Regions from separate parts of the Sus scrofa genome. Here region 1 is linked to region 2. The links are chromatin contacts, called in public HiChIP or PLAC-seq maps. All regions are on one chromosome and are shown on one strand. The core of a region is the stretch at or near the end of the contact, and the rest is flanking DNA. Distances in the headings are between cores, read along the strand shown.

Region 1 (6,035 bases), core at 2,553-5,052, 170 kb after region 2:
TATTGATAATATCTCACTGGCAATAATATTCTGCCTGATTTTGTCCTCACCTTCCCCCTCCCTGGGATCAACTGGAATAGATTTTACCATAGACAAGACGATGTCAGAAAATGAAAATGAACGTATGAATGCCTCACAAAATTTCCCATAAGAATGATCTCAGCCTAGGTGTGCTTTTTGTTCTCTGAGATGAAATGACAAATTGTGCCAAGATCTGTATCAGGCAGGCATAAAAATTGTCGTGCCTCCATGACTTTGCTAGAGTTTATGAAAACATAGAAATGAATGGATCCATCACACCCACGTGGTCCATTTACTCTGGAAGGTTTTATCACCACAAAAAAGAAGACAGGCATCCTTACCCTTGAAGGTCCCCCTTTATCTGACCAGGGGTTACATCCCTGGATTTGAAACGAGTGGGCTCATTTCTGTGGTCACTGCTGATTTCACTCAAAAGGATCCCCAAAGCATATTAGAAGTGCTCTTTGAGAACATGCCAATGACTGGACTCATTTTGCCCCCAAAGGGAGGACGACACCTCAAACTTGAGGCTATGGATGCTCGGTGAGATTAAACTTGTACCTTAGTGTGAAAAGTAAGTAAGGCATGACTACAAGAAGAACTGGACCATTAATGGGTAATATTATCTAGGCCACTGCATGTCCGCTCTCCAAAGTTGCTGGAGTGCTTATAATCATTGCTGTTTTTAAATAACTTGACTCAGTCAAACCAGTTTCATTTCAACACATGGAGCGTTAATGTGCTATTTGAGCATCCAGGCTGGCACTGGACACTAGGTATAGAGGCCTAAAGAAGCCATGTCCTGAGGTTTTGAAAGGGGGTCAATTTTAGCGTAGCTTTCATGTAAGCCTATAGTGGGAGTTCTTTTGACTTTGGGGAACGCCTCCACCGATTGACAAGGAAGAACGAGGAACCGAATGGGAGACTGAAAAAAGGCCATACCTGTTTCCTTCCAGCTGTGAAAAACATTTTTTTTGTACACCTGTCAGACTTAAGATCTATGTCAGTCAGTGAGGGGTTCCAGGGCAGCGTTCTGGGTGCTGGCCAGGAATCTGGGTCCCAGACCACGTGGCCTTGGGGTTTACACATCGTCGGGAAGGGAAGCCTGGGACACAGAACCCATGGGGCCTGCCCTTTCCACTGCTTACCCAGAGACAGAAATTGCAGATAATAGGTCATTGTGAAATGACATGGGATTTTTTTTTTTTTTTGGATAACTTTATGGTTACTCATAAGCCTTGCTTTTGATAAAATTTTTTCAAATCCCTCCCAGGGCTGGAGGGAGTACAGAGGAATATATTTTTATTTATATATATTTATAGCTATATATAATTATGTGATATATATTAATATTATGTATTAATATTTATGTGTAGAAACAGCATGGAACAAGCACATCCAAGCTGAGGGCACTAGGTCTACCATGTTCTCGGTGGTTCACTCAGATTCTTTCTTTTCTTGCCCAGCATGAGTCGCATTGACCATAGAAGAGTTATGCAAAAACTCAGACTCTTACCCACCTCATGATTGAAAAATAAAGTGAGATTTTGTGTGCCAATTAAAAATAGATGGCTCAGCCCTGAGAGCCTCTGAAAATAGTTTCGACTACCACTGGATTCCTGACTCTCCTTTGAAAAAGTTTACCATTGATGGCCGCCAATTGGAAAAGGCAGAGGGAAGACTGGGTTTTAAAGGCCATGGACATTTATTGTGTGTCTGTCGTCTGTTTTGTGAAGCCCTCTGGAAGCATTACTCTGTATAATCCTCCCATCTGATTGTACACATACTAGGTGTGACGGTTCTGTCTCTACAAATAAGGAGAACAAAGCTCACGGATATTATTTAACCTGCACGAGGTCCTAACTGGCTGAGCTAGGACTCAAAGTGTGAATACAATGCAAAGCCTCACTCGTTCTGGGTAGAGTTTTGCATTTTGTTCTTCATTGCATGGCATAAATATAGATATATATGAAAATTCGAAAGCGCATGAAAATGACAAGAGGAACTGCCATGCCATCTTATGAAATGAGACATTACACATACCAGAGCTTACAATGAGTTTCAAAATTAGATTGCTTCAAGTTGTGTTACTGTAGAACCACACGTATGACCTATATTAAGACTAAAACCAAAATTATTCTTATTTACCTTCCATAAACGAGCCATTGTGCAAAATGCGGGGATGATGATTTCACCGATGCCTTTAAGAAACATAGAGTTAACAAGTCAAATGCCCAAGGATGAAAATCATGATGATGATGACAAAAACAGTGATAACTATCTTTGTTGAGTTTCTAAGCAAGGAGGGGCTCAGGGCTTAAATAAGGGCTAACTGTGCTTATTAAGGATTTTACAAACACTGTCTTATCTAATAGCCATACAGCCCTATGAGAAACTATTATAGAGTAACTGGCGAAGAACTGATGTTCAGTGAGGGTAGGTCACTTTGCCAAGGTCACACAGCTAAAGAGTGGCAATGGAGAGATTCAGACCCTCCTGTGCTTGTTTCAAAGATCTATGATCTTAACAGAAACATTCCATGTAAAGAGAGGATTAATTCAATAAGTCATTTTGTGATATGCATTCCCATGAGTACTACACATAATTATTTTTCTAAATGTTAGCAATGGCCCCCGGGGGTGACCAGGAAAATTGTCATGAGGTTGGAGACTGGATCAAGCCTTGAGGATGGCTATAATGCAGGGTCATGAAAAGAAGGAAAGATATTCCAGGCTAGGGTAAAATTAAACCAAAAGGGAGGGAGGGGGCATGTTGGAACCCTCTTGGGTTACCATAAATTGCATTTGAACTGAATGCATTTGAAGTGATTTCATTTAAGTGTATCGATAGTTATTGATAAGGCAATTTGGAGGTGGACAGGGAAGGGCTTTCGGTAATACTAGCAAAGATGCTGGAATCTTCTACTAAAGCATTTTCACAAGAACGAAGCATATCAGTATAATTTAAAAGTGGACTCATGTGGCAGTGTCTAGCGTGTATGAGGAAGCGGGGTGGAGGGGAAGGGGATGTCATAGCTTAGAACTGAGGACAAAGGTTGGTGAAATAGGATGTGATAAGCAGTGGGATTAGGGTAAAGGCCAGGGAACGAGAAAGAAGCTCAGACCCCAGATAGTAGATATTCAGACTATGTATCAAAGTTGGAGCATAATGTGAAATGGATACTCTGAATCCTGCATCCCAGGAGGTGGCCTTATATAGTTAGTAAAAAAAATGCAGGGGCTTTGGTGTCTGATAAGCTTGGAATTGAGTTTTCCTACTGTTACTTACTCTCTAAAAGAGCAGTTTACCCAAACTGTTGGTATCTTCATTTCCCCATTTATAAAGCAAGAGTCATAACACTCACTTACCACGTAGAGATAGTCCAAGAAGAATAGGTATTCAAAAAAAAAATTTTTTTTTTTTTTACCCAAGATAGAGGAAACATTTTCTGATATAAAAAGGCACACACTGACCCAACAGGAACCTTTCTGAAAAAGTCAGATGAAAATGATCTCATGAGCTTTTCCAGGTGTGACCATTTATGGATGTTCACATCTTAGTTCAATATTTTCTCTGCCACGAAATCATTCCTTTTAGCTAAGACCTTAGAGAGTTGGTAGAAATATTCAGCATGGAAAACAGTTACCAACCCAAGGCTCGAGGGTGCTAGGCAATGCTGCAAAGGCAGCAAGAGGCTGCTATACATTTCTGGGTTCTCAGGCATGACCTTTCATCAGACTTCAAGTGTGACATTGAGGAAGTCACTTGACTTACTTAGCTCAGTACGTTGGCTTGCAGAGGGTGTGATGTGGTGTGTCGTGGAGGGAGAGTAACATTTATAGGTGATGATAACAGGCTCCATTCTTTGTGAAATATCCTCACCTCCACTCTGTTTGGTCATTTCATAATCTTGAGGTTAAAGGAGTGTGATTTCTATTTACACCTAAGCAGGTTTGTCTTACTTTTTCTCTTGAGAACCTGTTTTCTCCCAGTTGCATTCTGGAATGAATTCATCAGATTTCACCCTGGACCCAGAGGGGGTGACTCCTGAATGTTGCTGAAGATCAGATGGGAAGTAACTGTTATTCTCATTAAACTCATTTGCCAACGCTTTTCAAAAGGAAATGCTTCCAAGTGAAACACATCTTTCTCCTCCCGCGCAACCTTATCTTTGAAACACCTTTTCACTGAAACAAAAACAAATCAACCTAAAAGTCAGTTTTGCTGCAGGAGCTCATTGTCTTATCAGCCGGCTTCGCCATAAACTAGAGAAGTTGTGGTTTAACCCCGAGATGGGGCCGATGATGCTGCTGCCATGGCAACCCGCTGCACCATTTGCAAAGGCTTGTGAGCTTAACCGCACCAGCTACACCTCTTCCTTTCCTACAAAGACTCAGAATCAAAAAAAAAAAAAAAAAAACAAAAAAAAAAAAACAGAAGTACTCCGACTCCGACTCCGAGGAGGAGAAACCACAAGAGCAGAAAAGCCACCAGTGCTGCTCTTTGCTGTGCAAACAGGCCTCTGGTGAGAAGAGCGTGTTGAAAGCCTCTTCTATCTGAAAGGAGAGCTTTTCCCATTGGGCCCGGTTCCTTTAATGATTTTGAAAGTCAATCAAGTGTTTCCGTTCGGAGTTTTCAGCAAAGGGGAAATGAGAAGTTAGCAGTGCATTTACCAGCCTTTGTTTGACGCCCCTTCCCTTCTGGGCAGGCTCAGCGGATCCTCGGATGCTCTTTGGGAGATGACGACCCATTGGTTAGGTGGACTCTCTCCAACCTAGCGTCGATGGTCTGTTTATTTCTTATTATCTAGTATTTAGTTCACCAAAACAAAAACAAAAAAATTAGGTTTCACTCCTGGTTCATTTAAAGATAAGTCTCTGGATGGCGCCCTCAGTCATTGTCCTTGACCGCAGAACTGGATGCAGGCGCGCCCCTCCGCCTGATTTCAGCTTCTCCCCACCAGCCCTCCAGCCCCTTCTCTCCCTCTCCCCGCTTCTTTTAGGAAATACAGATTTGATCAGCACAAGTGTTGTACTAGTTCCAGTTTTACAGCGTGGACGTAGTAAGACTCAACCATTTTCAGGCATGTTCTCTTTTTCCTTTCTTGAGGGTTTGGGTAAAAATACTGAAGGAGGAGTTCCTGTCGTGGCACAGTGGAAACGAGTCCGACTAGGAACCTCGAGGTTGTGGGTTCCATCCCTGGCCTCGCTCAGTGGGTTAAGGATCCGGTGTTGCCGTGAGCTGTGGTGTCGGTCGCAGATGCCGCTCGGATCTGGTGTGGCTGTGGCTGTGGTGGAGGCTGGCAGCTGTAGCTCCAATTGGACCCCTAGCCTGGGAACCTCCATATGCCGCGGGTATGGCCCTAAAAAGCAAAAAACAAACCAAACCAAAAAACAAACAATCAAACAAAAAAACCCCAAAAACCAAAAATCTGAAGGATAAGTTCTGAGCTTGGGTTTAGGTGTCACACTCCTGTTCATATCCCTCACCTCCCTCCCCTGTGCCCTTCCTTTTTTCTATCCAGGTCTTTTATAGTCATTGTTCAACAGTTTGCACTTTTAAAAAAGTTCACTGTGTGACTTAACTCTGAATCCCACTTTTATGGTTCGAGCCTGATAGTTTACTCATCTTTGGTCTCGTTAGCATAACTGCTGGCTTTAGCATTACATAGGTTCCCCTTATGGCAGGGGTTAGCTGAATAAGCATGCGGCTTTCTAGAGTCAGATCTGCATTTAAAATCAAATTATTTTTGCCACGAGCTCTTGAGCCTTGCCATATTTATTTATTGAGCCTCTGTAAAAAGAGAACAAATGCTATCTGCTTTGTGGAGTTTCTGATTAGATAAAGTCCTGTGTCCATATATTTATCATAGCACCATCCACGTGGTAGCTGGTTAATAAACAGTAAAAAACTCTTCATAAAACAAAAGACTCTGATAAAACACTTTCAGTGCTTGTGCCAACATCCTTTGATGACTCTTTGAGCTCTTACCCTATCCTAGAGGAAGCAAAGTG
Region 2 (6,333 bases), core at 808-3,307:
ATAAGAGGGTTCTGAAGAAACGCTGATGATGAATTTTGCAAGGCAAGGCTAAGACTGGGTCTTCTTACCAAAGAGAAAAGGGGGCCATTTAACTGATAGGAGCAGTGGGTCCTGAGAAGAGAGATGGGAGGGTTTTTTCCTCCCCTAAAATTATTGTTTCAAAAACTCAAAAACCTGGCAGAAATCTATGAAAAAAAATGAGTAAATCACTGCAAAGGGGAGAAGACATCAAAAATAAATAATCCAGAGAGAAGATTTCCTAAGATACCAGAGAATGGTGGGAGGAAACGCAAGTCTGCAAAATATGAAGCTGGAGAACATTCCTAGAAAGCAGGGAAGTTAATGATTAAAGAGCAAAATAAACATGAATAGCTGCTGAAGGGATTATAGGATGTAGTGAATGCATAAGTTGGATCAGAGATAACAAAATGGGATAAATGCTTGTAGGGCCAGGGTCATGTCACATAGGGAGATAAAGTCAGGCACAGCCTCTATACACCCTGGAGTATTTGTGGTGGTCAGTTTAGGAGATTAAAAAGGACAGATTAAGGAGCTTCCCAGTGGCCCAGTGGGTTAAGGACCTTGCATTGTCACCGCTGTCCTCTTTCTGTTCTTCAGATGGACCAGGTAGGCTGTGGCCTCAGGGCCTTTGCTTAAGCTCTTTCTTCTTCCTGAAAGCTCTTCATTATGTATCTGTCATCTCAGGAGAACCCCAAATTGCAATGGCAGAGAAAAACAACCATGTATATTTTTCTAATGTTCCATACCCAATGCTTCTCCACGTTGTGTTATTTTCACACCCAAGTGGAGAGATCAGCTCCTTATCTGAAAAGTACTGACATTATGGCAAATGAAAAGAAAATATGGGGAAAATATTCAAGAACATGGCTCTTTGGCATCTTCTTAGAACTGGACATGTCATGGCTCTCACATTTCTTTAGGCCGCTCATGATGTCAACTGGCCAGTGATTTAAAATCTCAAAAGAGAGGCAAGGATGCCACCCATCATACCCCACAGGTCACTGTGACCAACTCGTCACCTTTCATAGTTTTCCTCAGCTCTTACCTTCACAGTCAGCCTCATCATTTGAATAACACAATCTGCTCTGCCTTTTCTACTTGTTTGCAATAGGGAAACCTAGTTAAACCCATTCTAGCCACTTCTCAAAAGTCTCACAAGAACAGTGTCCTGTTACTCAGCCACAGAAAGAGAAATAATGCCATTGGCAGCAACACGGACGGACCTAGAAATGATCGTACTAAGGGAAGTCAGACAGAGAGACAAATATCTACGATATGATATCGCTTATATGTGGAATTTTAAAAAAGGATACAAAGGAACTTATACACAAAACAGAAATCGTCCCACAAACATAGCAAACGAACTATGGTTACCAAAAGCGAATCCTGGGGGGGCATAAAAAATACAAACACTACTATATACAAAATAGATACACAGCAAAGATCTGCCATAGAGCACAGGGAACTATGCTCAATATTTTTTTTTCTTTTTTTTAAGGGCTGCACCTGCAGCATATGGAATTTCCTGGGCTACTGGTCTACACCACAGTAATGCCAGATCTGAGCTATATATGTGACTTACACCACAGTTTGTGGTAATGCTGGATCCTTAACCCGCTGAGGGAGGCCAAGGATCCAATCCGCATCCTCATGGATACTAGTCAGATTCTTAACCCGCTGATCCAATATGCTCAATATTTTGTAATAACCTACACTGGAAGAGAATCTGAAGATATATATTCATATATAACATAAAATGTATATATTCTAATGGAAGAACATATATTCACATATATTTACAGCTGTATAGTGATATATATATGTAACTGAATCACTGTTAGACATCTGAAACTAACACAACATTGTAAATGAAATAATAAAATTAAAACAAAAAAGAAAAGTAAAGTATCCCTGGTTATCAGACCCAACTCAGTAGAGGAATGACCTCTACGATGAGGTCAAGGACACTCTTCCGTGCTGCAGATGCCTTAGGGACTCTCCTTGGGAAAAGCTTCTCTCTTTCCTGTGCCCCAGGCTTGCTGCAGGTGGAGCTCCGTGTCTGAAGCTGCCTAGCTAATGCGCACTGGCTTATGAAATCAGGAGGCATAGGTTTAAATTCTTGCTCTGCCAGTTTAACTGTTATGTAACCTCATTCGAGATATTTCATCTTTGGGACCCTCAATTTTTTCATCTGTAGAGGAGAGAGAACAATAACTTCCTGAGTAAAAGAAAGCATATTTTGTCTTTAGCAAAAATAGGAAATGGGGAACCAACAAGTAGCACTGTCCAGAGGAATAAATAGTTAATAACAGTATAAAACTGAAATGAATGATGAAACATGAAACTATTCTTAAAGTTATGCTTGGTTATTCAAGTTATATGTTCCACTCTTTTACAGTCATAAAAATGACCAAAGAGAAGCATTATACTATGAAATATACCAGTGCAGGCTTTTCGTGAGACTGTTTAAATTAGGAAAGAATAAAAATGCCAAAGGATAATTAAGACATTAAAAGAGGAACGTACTTCTTCTGTAACAGAATACAATGTCAGATGAACCCAGTAAAGCAAACAAGAAGAAAAGAAAAAGAAGACAAGATGAACCTAACAGCAGAAATTTTGTTGATCATCGGAAAATAAAGTGAATGCTCTTTTTTTTTTGGAGGGAGGAGCAATTCTTTTTTCTTTTCCTTTCTTGCGTTTCTTTTCTTCTTTTTTTAGAGTACATTTCTTTGTAGCTGGCTTCTGCTATTGTTCTGTATGGTGGACTGATGGGGACCCTTTGGTGGCCCAACAGGCACATAAGTGGCAGGGGTACTGAGTGTGACTAATATCCAATTATATAATGGGATTGATCTCTAAGGCAAGAGAGAATCCCAACCACCCGGGGTCAGGTTTTTTGCATTCCATTTCCAACATAATCTGAGCGCAGTGGAAATAGAATACTCCGTAGAGAAGAAAAGAATATTTTGAGAAGAAAAGGGCACGTGGTGACCCAAGAAAAGGACACAGCAAAGAAGATGGCAGAGTGGAGGATGAAAGTCACCAACTTGAAAAGGAAGTCCTGGATCACGACAGAGAACCATCAAGGAACTTGATCCTTTAAAAATAAAAGGTATGTAGGACTTGGGGAGAAGGACATTTCGAAGATGTTTGAAAGGTTTGCAGAAATAGAACTCAGAGAAAGCAGAAATGTCATGTGGGGTGTTCTACATAAACCTTTGGTTACAATCAGCAGCGCCCTGGGATAGGAGAGATGCTGTGTCCCAGCAACAGGTGAGATCCAAGGCAAGTCACCTCTTCTTGAGCAGCTGTCAACCAGGCTCCTCATTCCTTTTCACTTTTGTGGTTGCAGCTCTTTTGGGAGATTTGTGAATGAGGCGGTTTTGCATCCTTTTTTTTTTTTTTTTTTTTTTTGAAGATGAGCAAACTGAGTCTTAGAGAAGGGCAGTAACTTGGGGAAGGGCTACCCTGGTGGGACACAGTTGGATTTTGACAAAGAGATGTCTGACGGGAGCATCTGCTTTGCTGCCTGGTCCTCAGCCACACCTTTTCAGAGACCATAGCAAAGGCAGCTGGAGCCACTGAGAACCAGAGGAAAACGTGTTGGCAAATAGATCACAAGGAAAGGATAATAAAGGATCTGTGACAAGGGAGAGCGTGACAAAGATGGAGGATGTTAAGAATAAAGAAATGGGAGTTCCCGTCGTGGCGCAGTGGTTAACGAATCTGACTAGGAACCATGAGGTTGTGGGTTCGATCCCTGGCCTTGCTCAGTGGGTTAAGGATCCAGCGTTGCCGTGAGCTGTGGTGTAGGTTGCAGACGCGGCTTGGATCCCACACTGCTGTGGCTCTGGCGTAGGCCAGTGGCTACAGCTCTGATTCAACCCCTAGCCTGGGAACCTCCATGTGCCGCAGGAGCGGCCCAAAGAAATAGCAAAAAAGACAAAAAAAAAAAAAAAGAATAAAGAAATGGCAACCCCCCCCAAAAAAAAGAATAACAGACCAAAGAATAAAAACCTCCCATGGAAGAAGAAGAGGAATGAAACTGTAGGCAGATACAGTGAACTGTTAAATGGTTTTGCTCAATGAGGAAAGAAACATACATAAATATGTTTCACAATAAATCCTGTAGGACTCTTTTTAATATTACAAAAAGCCCTAAAAAGTAAACCATGTACTAGTTATGTTACAACTCATAATCAGGACTTTACTAATAGACATTATACATCCATAGTGTCATTTCGATTCCTTTCCCAGTGTCCCTCATTTAACACACTCCTACCTGGCTGAATCTTATGTATTTTTTTTGTCCCTCCCTAAACCTACCAAATGTATCATCCTCCACAATGTATCTTAGTGTTTTGTTTTTTGTTTTTTTTGTTTTTTTTTTCTGTTGTTGTTTGTTTGCTGGTTTGTCTCACTGTTGGGGTAAAATTACACAGGACATGATGCCTCTTCCAACAAAGTTTTAAGTGTTCAGTATTGTTTGCTATCCGCACATCACTGTACTACTAAGCTCTACAACGTTTGCATTGTCAGGACTGAAATTCTGCCCATTGAATAGCAACTCCCACTTCTCCCTCCACCCCAGCCCCTGGCAACCCTGATTCTACTTGCTGCTTCAGAGCGTGACTATTCAGATGCCTCATATAAGTGAAATCACTTAGCGTTTATCTTTCTGTCACTGCCTGATTTCACTCAGTGTATTTTTCTCAAGGTTCATCCATGTTGCAGCATGTGACAGGATTCCCTTTTTGTTTAAATGATTTTTATTTTTTCCTTTATAGCCGGTTTACAGCATTCTGTCAATTTTCTACTGTATAGCAAAGTGACCCAGTGACACTTGCACATATGCATTTGTTTTATCACATCCTCCTCCGTCAGGATTCCCTTTTTTTGAGGCTGAATCATATTCCATTTTATGTATACACTTTTTTTTTTTAATCCATGTATCTGTCTCTGGACATTTAGTTGTTGCTACCTCTTGGATACTGTAAATAACCTTGCCATGAACATGCGGAGTGCAGATATTTCTTTGAGATACTATTTTGAATATCTTAGGATGCATACCCAGAGGTGGTGTTGCTGGGTCATGTGGTAATTCTATTTTTATTTTTTTGAGGGTCTTCTATACTGTTTTTCATACCAACTGCACCATTTTACATTCCTACTAAAAATGTAGTAGGAATTCCAGGGGTTCCTATTTCGCCACATCCTTGCCGATGAGACAAGATAATAACTCAGGGAGTCAGGGTAGAGCATGAGCTTTGATGAGCTTTGATATGGCTATTGATTAACATCTGTGGCTTAAGGGCTCCAGGGAGTATCGTCCCCATAGTCCTTGTTTACTTGAGGGAGTGAATCTGTGTCCAGATGGACACTAATCCCTAACCCACTCTTCAACTAATAGAAATGGAACGAGAGGAATGGAGACTCTCAGTTTAAGGAAAAGAAGAGCAAAGAAATTATAAAACTTATGGGGCATTTCCACCCCTAAGACCCCTATTGTACAAGGACTGATATAGCTAATTGGGCAAGGCCAATGGGAAAGACCACATCTTTCTGGACCCCACATTGGTACACCCTCCCCATCTTTAAGAGATTATTGTCTATAGGACAATGGGGTGGGGTGGGGGTGGGGACTCTTCTTCCCTCTCCCAGCCTGTCCTGGGATCTGTTTGCTTTCCTGTAATAAGGACTTTGTAATAAAGACTTTGCCTGCTTGCTCCCTGCGTGTTTACGAAGTTCATTCTTTGGCTCCGTGAACAAGAACCTGGATTCTGGTAACATCTTCTGGTATCACCGATGCTTTTTTTAAATTATTATTAATTTCATCCTAATAAGTGTGAGAAAAAAAATCTCATTGTGATTTTATCTTCATTTCTCTGATGATTGATGCTATCGAGTATCTTTTCATATACTTCTTGGCCATTAGTATATCTTGGGAGAAATGTCTATTCAAGTGCTTTTGCTGGTTTTTGAATTGGGTTGTTTGTGATTCTGTTGTTGAGTTTTAGAAATTTTCTATATATTCTGGATATTAATCCTTATCACATATGATTTACAAATATATTCTCCCATTCTACAGATTGCATTTTTACTTTATTGATAGTGTCTTTTGATCTGCTAATTTTTATAATTTTCAATGAAGACCAATTAGACTAATTTTTCTTTTGATAAAAGAGAAAGTCCATAAATTACAGAGTCCATATATTCCATTGGTCTATATGTTTGTTTTTATGCTAGTATCACCTTGTTTTTATTACTGTAGTTTTGTATGTTGTTTAGAAATCAGGAATTGGGAGTCCT

Evidence for each region. HiChIP or PLAC-seq counts read pairs in DNA pulled down with a chosen protein or histone mark.
Region 1: a contact with region 2 is called in an H3K27ac HiChIP or PLAC-seq map of alveolar macrophages, with 4 times the contacts expected there. The contact joins two enhancer-like sites. A contact is called at or near these places in 10 of 47 Hi-C or Micro-C datasets (alveolar macrophages, blood, embryonic fibroblasts and 6 more) and 1 of 2 datasets of contacts at active chromatin or transcription factors (alveolar macrophages).

The regions. Positions count from the first base shown.
Region 1 is chr10:21,522,474-21,528,508 of Sscrofa11.1, forward strand. All of the region lies in intron 2 of PTPRC (receptor-type tyrosine-protein phosphatase C), which reads left to right. Among named protein-coding and RNA genes, the nearest start is that of PTPRC, 43 kb to the left of the region's middle. Within about 2 kb of position 3,803, at least 15 of the 83 cell types and tissues checked have an H3K27ac peak or open chromatin away from gene starts, as enhancers often do. A contact at or near this core is called in alveolar macrophages, where this site is marked.
Region 2 is chr10:21,355,699-21,362,031 of Sscrofa11.1, forward strand. No RefSeq gene overlaps it. Among named protein-coding and RNA genes, the nearest start is that of ATP6V1G3, 36 kb to the right of the region's middle. Within about 2 kb of position 2,058, at least 1 of the 83 cell types and tissues checked has an H3K27ac peak or open chromatin away from gene starts, as enhancers often do. A contact at or near this core is called in alveolar macrophages, where this site is marked.